Regions from separate parts of the Cricetulus griseus genome. Here region 2 is linked to region 1. The links are chromatin contacts, called in public Hi-C maps. All regions are on one chromosome and are shown on one strand. The core of a region is the stretch at or near the end of the contact, and the rest is flanking DNA. Distances in the headings are between cores, read along the strand shown. Region 1 has its middle 20 kb from the start of Cga. Region 2 holds the start of Orc3 (origin recognition complex subunit 3).

Region 1 (3,879 bases), core at 1,170-3,669:
AAAGCTCCAAATGTCTAGACTAAAATGCTTCAAAGATAAAACACCAGATACTTTAAGCCAAAAACTTTGAAAGCAGACCAAAAATATTTATATATGTAGGGTCCTTGTTAACCAGCTCAGAATAAACAAATGGACAGCTCCCCAAACCAACAGAGGTCTGAATTCTCCAAAAGAACTCCTCAACACTCCATCTGAGGAAACAACATCAGGTCGTCTAGACTCAGTGGTTTCATTTCTGGCTTCCATTCTGGTGATTGCACCAGTTAAAAGTAGATAGTTCTGTGAGCCCCGTGTTGTGGCATCATAATGGTTGACAGAAAAACCACAGCTCTATTGTAACAGGCCCCCAGACCTTAACACAACTGACACCATGATGGAAGTGCTATTCAGGCCATAAACCTCAGGATGCAGACAGCACCACCTGCCAAAACAAAAACAAAGGCCTAATCCATCAAAGTCCATAGTTCTGGGAAAGTCTCTAAATGTACTAACCTTGCTTTTTGGCTTTGTAGTTCTGCTTCTGGCTAATTGATCTTGTTAACTGAAGTATGTCAACCCAGGACATAATGAGAAAGGCTTGAACTGTACTAGGACCCCAAACAGTGTAGACTCCAGCCAGCTAATAAAGACTTCTATTGGCTTAAACCTATGTCTGAGCAGTCGTCTCTGGTGGCTACCTTGCAACACTCATCTTAAAGGGAATAAGAGATAGTTTATTCTGGAGCCGTTTGAGTGACCATGGCTGGGGAACACGGATTCCATGTTCCCACATTCATTTACCCAAGAGAGGGGCTCCCTATTTTTTCCTCGAAAGGCACTGAACTAACAACCAGAGACCTAATTTGTAGTTGTTGCGGACAACAACCACAAGGTGGCACAAGTGCCCCTCAACAAGGGAAGGAGGAAACCGAAGCATGGCAAGTCTTATTGTTTCCCTCATCAATCCCTTTCTTTCTTTCCTTCTGTCTGTCTTCTTTTTTGGTTCCTTAATTTTTCTTTATCATATATACTTTTTTGTAATTTTTAGTCAACCCCTCTACTATAATGACATCTTGTCTTAAGAAAAAAAAGATAAAAATGGCAAATTTTAGACCTCACACCAGAGGACTGATAAGTATGAAAGTCACTGACCTTGAAGGAAAATGATGTTACTCCATTATGATTGGTTTGTTTTCATCCTGGGAGAAGCTGCCACAAATATCTTATTTTAAATTGGTTTTATCTGGATTTTACAGAAACCTGATTAAAGTATGTAAGCCTAGTAATAATTTCTACAAAAATTTACTACACACAATACCAGAATTCCTTAAAAGCAACTAGAATCACATTTTATTTGGCATAAAAAGTGCATTGGTATCAGCTGCCACATATTGGCCCAAACCATCTCTATGAGAAGAGACGGCCCAACACAGACATAAGAAACCTAGCTGTGAGCATACACAAAAAGAGGTTTTCTGGTTAACACAGAGAAAAGCCTTTCTTAGACAAGCCTTCAGCACTGGGTGTTTGTCCTTCTGCTACTTACTGACACTGCTGCCTAATCTCAGTTCTGACCCATCCCAGGCAGACAGGAATGTTTTGGTAGCTGAATCAGACATTTGAGAAGATACAACTTTGAGGACATGCAGGCACATGGGAAGTGCAGCTCTCAAGTTCAAACTGCAGTCAGACTTGGAAGATCCCCAAGCTGTAAGCACCTGAGGTGTTTAACTGAGTCTTCCACAGGAGGCCAGCTCAGTACACATAGGCATTGTCTGCAGCCTGGGAACCTTCCAGCTGTGCACAGCAGTCTTCACAGGATCTGTGGTTAGGAGGCTACAGGCTACAGCACAGGCACCATGCCGTTTCCTGGAGCCTTACTTATATATAGGCTATTTCATCTTGTGCAGGAATTGGCAAGAATTTGTGCATACAATTGCTTCACTCATGAGTGCATACATGCATGCATGCACACACATATCCACACTAGCATGTGGCCTAAAGTACATTAATGTACCTCACAGTGTGCTAGGGGAAACCTGGTTTCCCTCCAGGGTGCAACTTAAGACTGAATCAAAAGGTGTTTTCCACATAGACTGGGAGAGCTTTAAAGAGATTTCATGCCATCTGAAAGACGTCCTTCAAATGCAGGGTTTCATACAATATTCCATGAAGATCTTCACAAGACTTCAGTCACTAGGGCAGCAGTTGTGCACTCTGTTTACACACACACACACACACACACACACACACACACACACACAAACTGTGCAGCCAAAGGATCTGTCTGGAATCTTCAGGAGATGTGACTCGTAAAGTGAGATGTATTTAGCTGAGTCATCAAGGATGCTCATTGAGAGACCAGCATAAACACTGAGGCAACTGTCAAAGAGAAGGGAGCTTGAGGCCACAGGAGGATGCATAGGAGACCAAGTGTGACACAGAGCTCTTGCATAACAGTGACATTCTTATGGAGCTGAATGAGAAAGCACGCACTCTACTCTAGCTACAGTAATTCCACAGCCCACACACTCTCCTTCTCCATTTTTGATTGAAATTCTTCAAAGAACTGCTGAACATCCTCTCTCTTAACAACCACGCCTTTACCAATGAGTCTCTTCGGATAGTCTAAATTCTGAACTTCGAGCCATGGCATTCACAAATGAGCTGCACTTGATGGAGCCTATTCATGCCGTGAGGGTGTCGGTTAAAGGGTCCCTTCTATCACTGCCTGGTCACTCTTGCCTTTTGTTCTCAGAAACCAAAACTATATCTTATCTGTTATAAACAAGACAACTAGCCCGCCATACATTTTCATGCAGTCTTGGCAGGCGCAAACCTGCTGCACCAGGTCAGCGGCCAATAGGTGGCAGCGTGTTTCTTTACAAACTGCTTAGCTCGCGGCTCCTGAAGATTCCGTTTCGGATAAACTGAGAGCTAGAGGTGGCACAGGGCTCACTATCTGCTCAGCTTTAACTTCCTTGCCAGCATTCCTTCCGTGTTCTGGAACATCCTCTTTTAGGGTATTAGCTTGGTGGCCTCCATTCTCAGCTTGAAAACCTCTTGATCGCCCATTCTGTCAACATATAGCAGCAGCCCATCATCTTCAGCAGATATGCTAGTGACTGCCAACCGAGCTGCGCAAGCCCGCAAGAGAGAAGAGCATTCACACAAGCCTGGAACATCACCTCTTGGAAATCCACACACTCAGGGAGAATGGCTCCGAGATGCCTGCCATAGAAACCGTCTTCACAGACCATACACAGAATCATCTCATCAAGAGCCTCACCTCAGGATCAGATAAGATCTCTTACAAATGCAGAATAATCCAAAAAGTTGTCATTGTACTTATTCCAAGAATTTAGCTTTGACCCGACGTTGGTGGCACTCGCCTTTAATCCCAGAACTTGGGACGCGGAAGCAGGTGGATCCTTGTGAGTTTGAGGCCAGCCTGGTCTACAGAGTGAGTTCCAGGACAGGCTCCAAAGCTACACAGAGAAACCCTGTCTTGAAAAACAAAACAAACAAAAAATCCACCAATGCTTTTTAAATTTTATTTTATGTGCCTGTAGGTAGGAGCTATGTATAATGTACTTATTGATTTATTTGCCTTTTTTGTTGTTGTTTGAGACAGGGTTTCTCTATTAACAACCCTAGCTGTCCTGGATCCTTGTAGACAGGCTAGCCTTGAACTCACAAAAATCGACCTGGCCTCCCTAGTGCTGAGATTAAAAGTGTGTGCCACTATTGCTGGATTTTTAAAAACAAGCCAAAGGAGTCGTAGTGGGAGACAGACTGGGAAGAGAGGCACACTGGGTTGGTGTTTATGTTTCTCCTTTGATAGCATGCCGAGTACCTTCCAACAACAGCAGAATGCAGGGGTGAAGTTTCCATGTAGGT
Region 2 (3,581 bases), core at 570-3,069, 340 kb after region 1:
TCCTGACAAACCTTCTGGGGTGTATTAACTTAACAAAACCCTAGCTCCCCACCCAGCAAAGGGCTAAGAGTGCTGTCAGATAGCATCCAAGGAGTTAACCCCATCTTGTAACCTACCTGGCCAATGGTTCCACCAATATATTTTTAAAATGCTTTGATTTAGAACTTTCTTTGTTCTGCTACTGCAAAAACTCCATGAAATTTGTTTTCATATGGGCACTATGGAAACTGGAGTATCATAAATCCATGTTCCCAGGCCATGGTCCCTCAAATTTGGCTCCAAAATAAACTCTTACCTGCTTTGAGAGTTGTAGATTGGCGTGGCAGTAGTTATGATAGGCATTAATGTCCTGACAATGGTAAGACTAAAAGCTGATCATGAGAACAAAGCAGAGCTAATTCATGGTTTACAGATCCTGCCCAGGGCTAAGAACAGCAGCACCTGCACGGCCTGCGACTATCAATGCCTTCCTGGGATAAAGGTCAGCAGAGTCATAGTTAACAGCTAGAAAGGCAAGTCGAAGATAGAGAAAGGGGCATCAAAGGATGACCACTTCCCTAACTGAGCTCGTATTATCCTGGATCATCTCCCTGGTGGGCCAGAGGGGCATGCACAGGCACTAGAGAAGCCTTGAAACACCTACGCCACCCCAACACTTGCACAAATAACTACAGACTCCCCAACTCTGGATTTCTCTTCCATTCCATTCTAGAGGCAGAAGTCTGCCTCAGTAAAAACCAAAACAAACCATATTGTTTCATTCTCTCTCAGTTTTCCGGGCTTTTTGTTTGTTTGTTTGTTTTTAATTTTGGTCTGTTGTCTTTTCCAGACAGTCAATTCTTTGACTGTCCTGTGCAGTGAATTCAGCTAACACCAGAATCACCATTACACTTCAGGCTCCCTGGCTAGCCAGGCTAGCTGAATGTCAGTCAACTTTAAGTTCAGTAAGAAAAATCTGTCTCAGAGAACGAGATGGACAGTGACTACGAGAAACACACCCAACCTCTGGCCTCTCCATATGAAGGAACACACAAACACACACACACACCGCACATTAAACTCACCGATATAAACTGGAGTTTAATTACTAAAGAACTGCCTAAGAAGCACACGCAGCATCTTCCAGAATTGTCTAAAACAACTCAGCCACACTAGCACAACCCAGGCAGTTGGGTCCATCTGTTTGTTTCCACCTCCCAGAACTGTGGTTTCAGCCTTCTTAGCCACACAGGTTTTTCTACATAAGCTCTGGAAGTTCAGACACATTTACCCAAGAAGCCATCTCCACGGCCCTCAGCATGTTTTGGTTTGTTTTTCGAGACAGGGTTTCTCTGTGTAACAGCCCTAGCTGTCATGGAACTGGCTCTGTAGACCAGGCTGGCCTCAAACTCAGGGATCCACCTGCCTCTTCCTCCCCCGAGTGCTAGGATTAAAGGTGTGTGCCACCACGGCCAGCCCTTAGCATGATTCATAAATATCAATTTTATTCAACGCTCCAAAATATTGTATCTTTTAGAAAGGTAGACTACAAGGTTCCTGGATGAAAGCAAATAATGACTAGAAATGGACGAGGAACATCAATTTCTACAGGGTCTAATCATGTCCCGTAGACATTCCCCCCAGACGAACGGGAATGTCAAGGCACGCAGTGCTTTCGCAGCTCGGGGAGAAGGCAGAGCCGGCCGAGGCTGCACCCTGCGGCCCGGGATCCCGCGGGCTCCCTACTCGCAACAGTACCTGACAGGCGATCGACCTACGAAAGACGCACGCCATGCCGACCAGACGCCCGCCTCCGCACGCCCCGCCTCCGCGCCGGAAGTCGCCTCTGCTTCCGCAAGGGCGCGCGGAAGTGTTCAGTGCGCAAGCACAGGCAGCCGTGGATTATGGCCACTTCCTCGGTGTCCAAGGTACGTGGGGGTGGCGCTTGCCCGTGCTCCGCGGTGTCTCTTTGGCAAGCACGGCGAGGCGGAGGCTTGATGGGCATTGGCTCTGGCTCCGGGAAGAGCAGAACTCGGGCGGCTTTGCCCAGGTCCGGGTTCGAGGCCGCCTTTGCTTTGGCCAAGTAGGCCGTAGCACCTAGGCAAGCCCACCGGCTTCCAAGAATATGCCGCGGCCCCCTCCGCTCCCCGCGTTTTTATTCCCCCACTGAAGTTCTTACGTGCATTTAATTACGTAAACAAAATGACTTTCTGCACTCAGAAATACGAATAAGCAGCTGACCTTGAATTGCCGTGTTAGTAAGGGGGAAAGTTCTAAGAGAAAAAGGGACGCACCAAGAGCGCTAGGAGACCAGCGAAGCTTTTGGAGAAACTGACAGTTTGGCTAAGACCTGAAAACTGAGAATCATGGCGGGCATATAAAAAGCATGAGGGTGGGAGAGCGGAGTGACATGTTCTCTGCCTCAGAATGTAGAAATAGAGTAGCAGATTAAATAGAAAAATCAGGATAACCCGAAAGTGGAGAAAGGAGCGTTAGGAAAAAACGAGAACAGAAACGTAATTCAGATGAGTGTGTTTGGGAATCGTGGACTGCCTAGATGGCAAGAGAGTGCAAATCAAAATGTAGTTTATAAGAGAAATTCTAGGATTGTATCGCCCCCTAGCAGCCTGTGGGGGGTTTACATTTGAGTTAAGATAAATTCGCCATTAGCACCTGCTATATTTCAATAGCACAACAAACAGAGCAGCTGTTTGACATTGAAGTTAAATAAAGTTCTACTGGTCTATGCTACCATGCCGTTGTTTTGTTTTTGTTTTTTTTTTTTTTTTTTTAAGTACGAGGGGTACTGCTGAGTGAAGCTGCCTGATAGAACTGAAAATAGAAGGTCTGAAAGATTTTGTGTTTGGAGTTTGAGGGGCCACCGAGCTGGACTGCCCTTTTTTTTTTTTTTTTTTTTTTTTTTTTTTTTTAAGAGATTTATTAGAAGTGACATTAACACCAGACAGCACGGCAGAGGTTGCAGGGGGATTTGGGCCCATGTGGCAGAGGGAGTCCCTTCACAGTTCACAGGATGAAGCTTTCGGGGAGACTGAAATAGTATCTGTTTTGACTTACAATTCATGGTTGCTTGAAGTAGCCAGCGAGTGTTAAGTTCATGTATTATTTTTTTAGGTGATGGATAAAAACCTTTCCTGTGGGGCATTTCTGAGGGTGTGGAGCAGGGAAGACAAGAATATGAAACGAGTTATTGTAGTTCAAGAAACCAAATTACAGTTACAGAAATTGCCACAGCTTAACCAAAATGGAGACACTTTTCAAAGCATCTCCCCACCTCCTGCTGGGATTACAGGTGGAAGTCCCTCTAGAATTTTTGAAGGACTGACTGGCTGATGGTAGAAAAACAGATTTAAATGCACTAGTATTTTTATTAGAGTTATTCCTTTTTTTTATTTGTCCTTGGCTACAAAGTTCCAGATGTTTTAGATGCCCTGACTTCTAATCCTGTTTGCATAAAACTTCATTTCCTTTTCTTTTCTATTTCTGGATATAACTCTAGTTTGTGCATCCTGGGCAAGTGCTCTACCACTGAGCTGCATCCCCAGCTCTAGACCTCTCAAGTTTGTAAAACTTGTAGAAAATGA

The links. A called contact is a pair of places that touch in the nucleus more often than the background predicts.
Region 2: a contact with region 1 is called in a Hi-C map of fibroblasts, with 5 times the contacts expected there. The contact joins the promoter of Orc3 here to the enhancer-like site in region 1. A contact is called at or near these places in 2 of 8 Hi-C or Micro-C datasets (the CHO-K1 cell line and fibroblasts).

What each region holds. Positions count from the first base shown.
Region 1 is chr2:107,084,247-107,088,125 of CriGri-PICRH-1.0, forward strand. It overlaps the pseudogene LOC100766995. Among named protein-coding and RNA genes, the nearest start is that of Cga, 20 kb to the right of the region's middle. Within about 2 kb of position 2,420, at least 1 of the 6 cell types and tissues checked has open chromatin away from gene starts, as enhancers often do. A contact at or near this core is called in fibroblasts, where this site is marked.
Region 2 is chr2:107,425,094-107,428,674 of CriGri-PICRH-1.0, forward strand. It overlaps Orc3 (origin recognition complex subunit 3), which reads left to right and starts at 1,820. Exons shown (of 20, transcript XM_027403402.2): 1 at 1,820-1,907. The coding sequence starts at 1,884. It overlaps Rars2 (probable arginine--tRNA ligase, mitochondrial), which reads right to left and starts at 1,840. Exons shown (of 20, transcript XM_027403408.2): 1 at 1,738-1,840. The coding sequence starts at 1,773.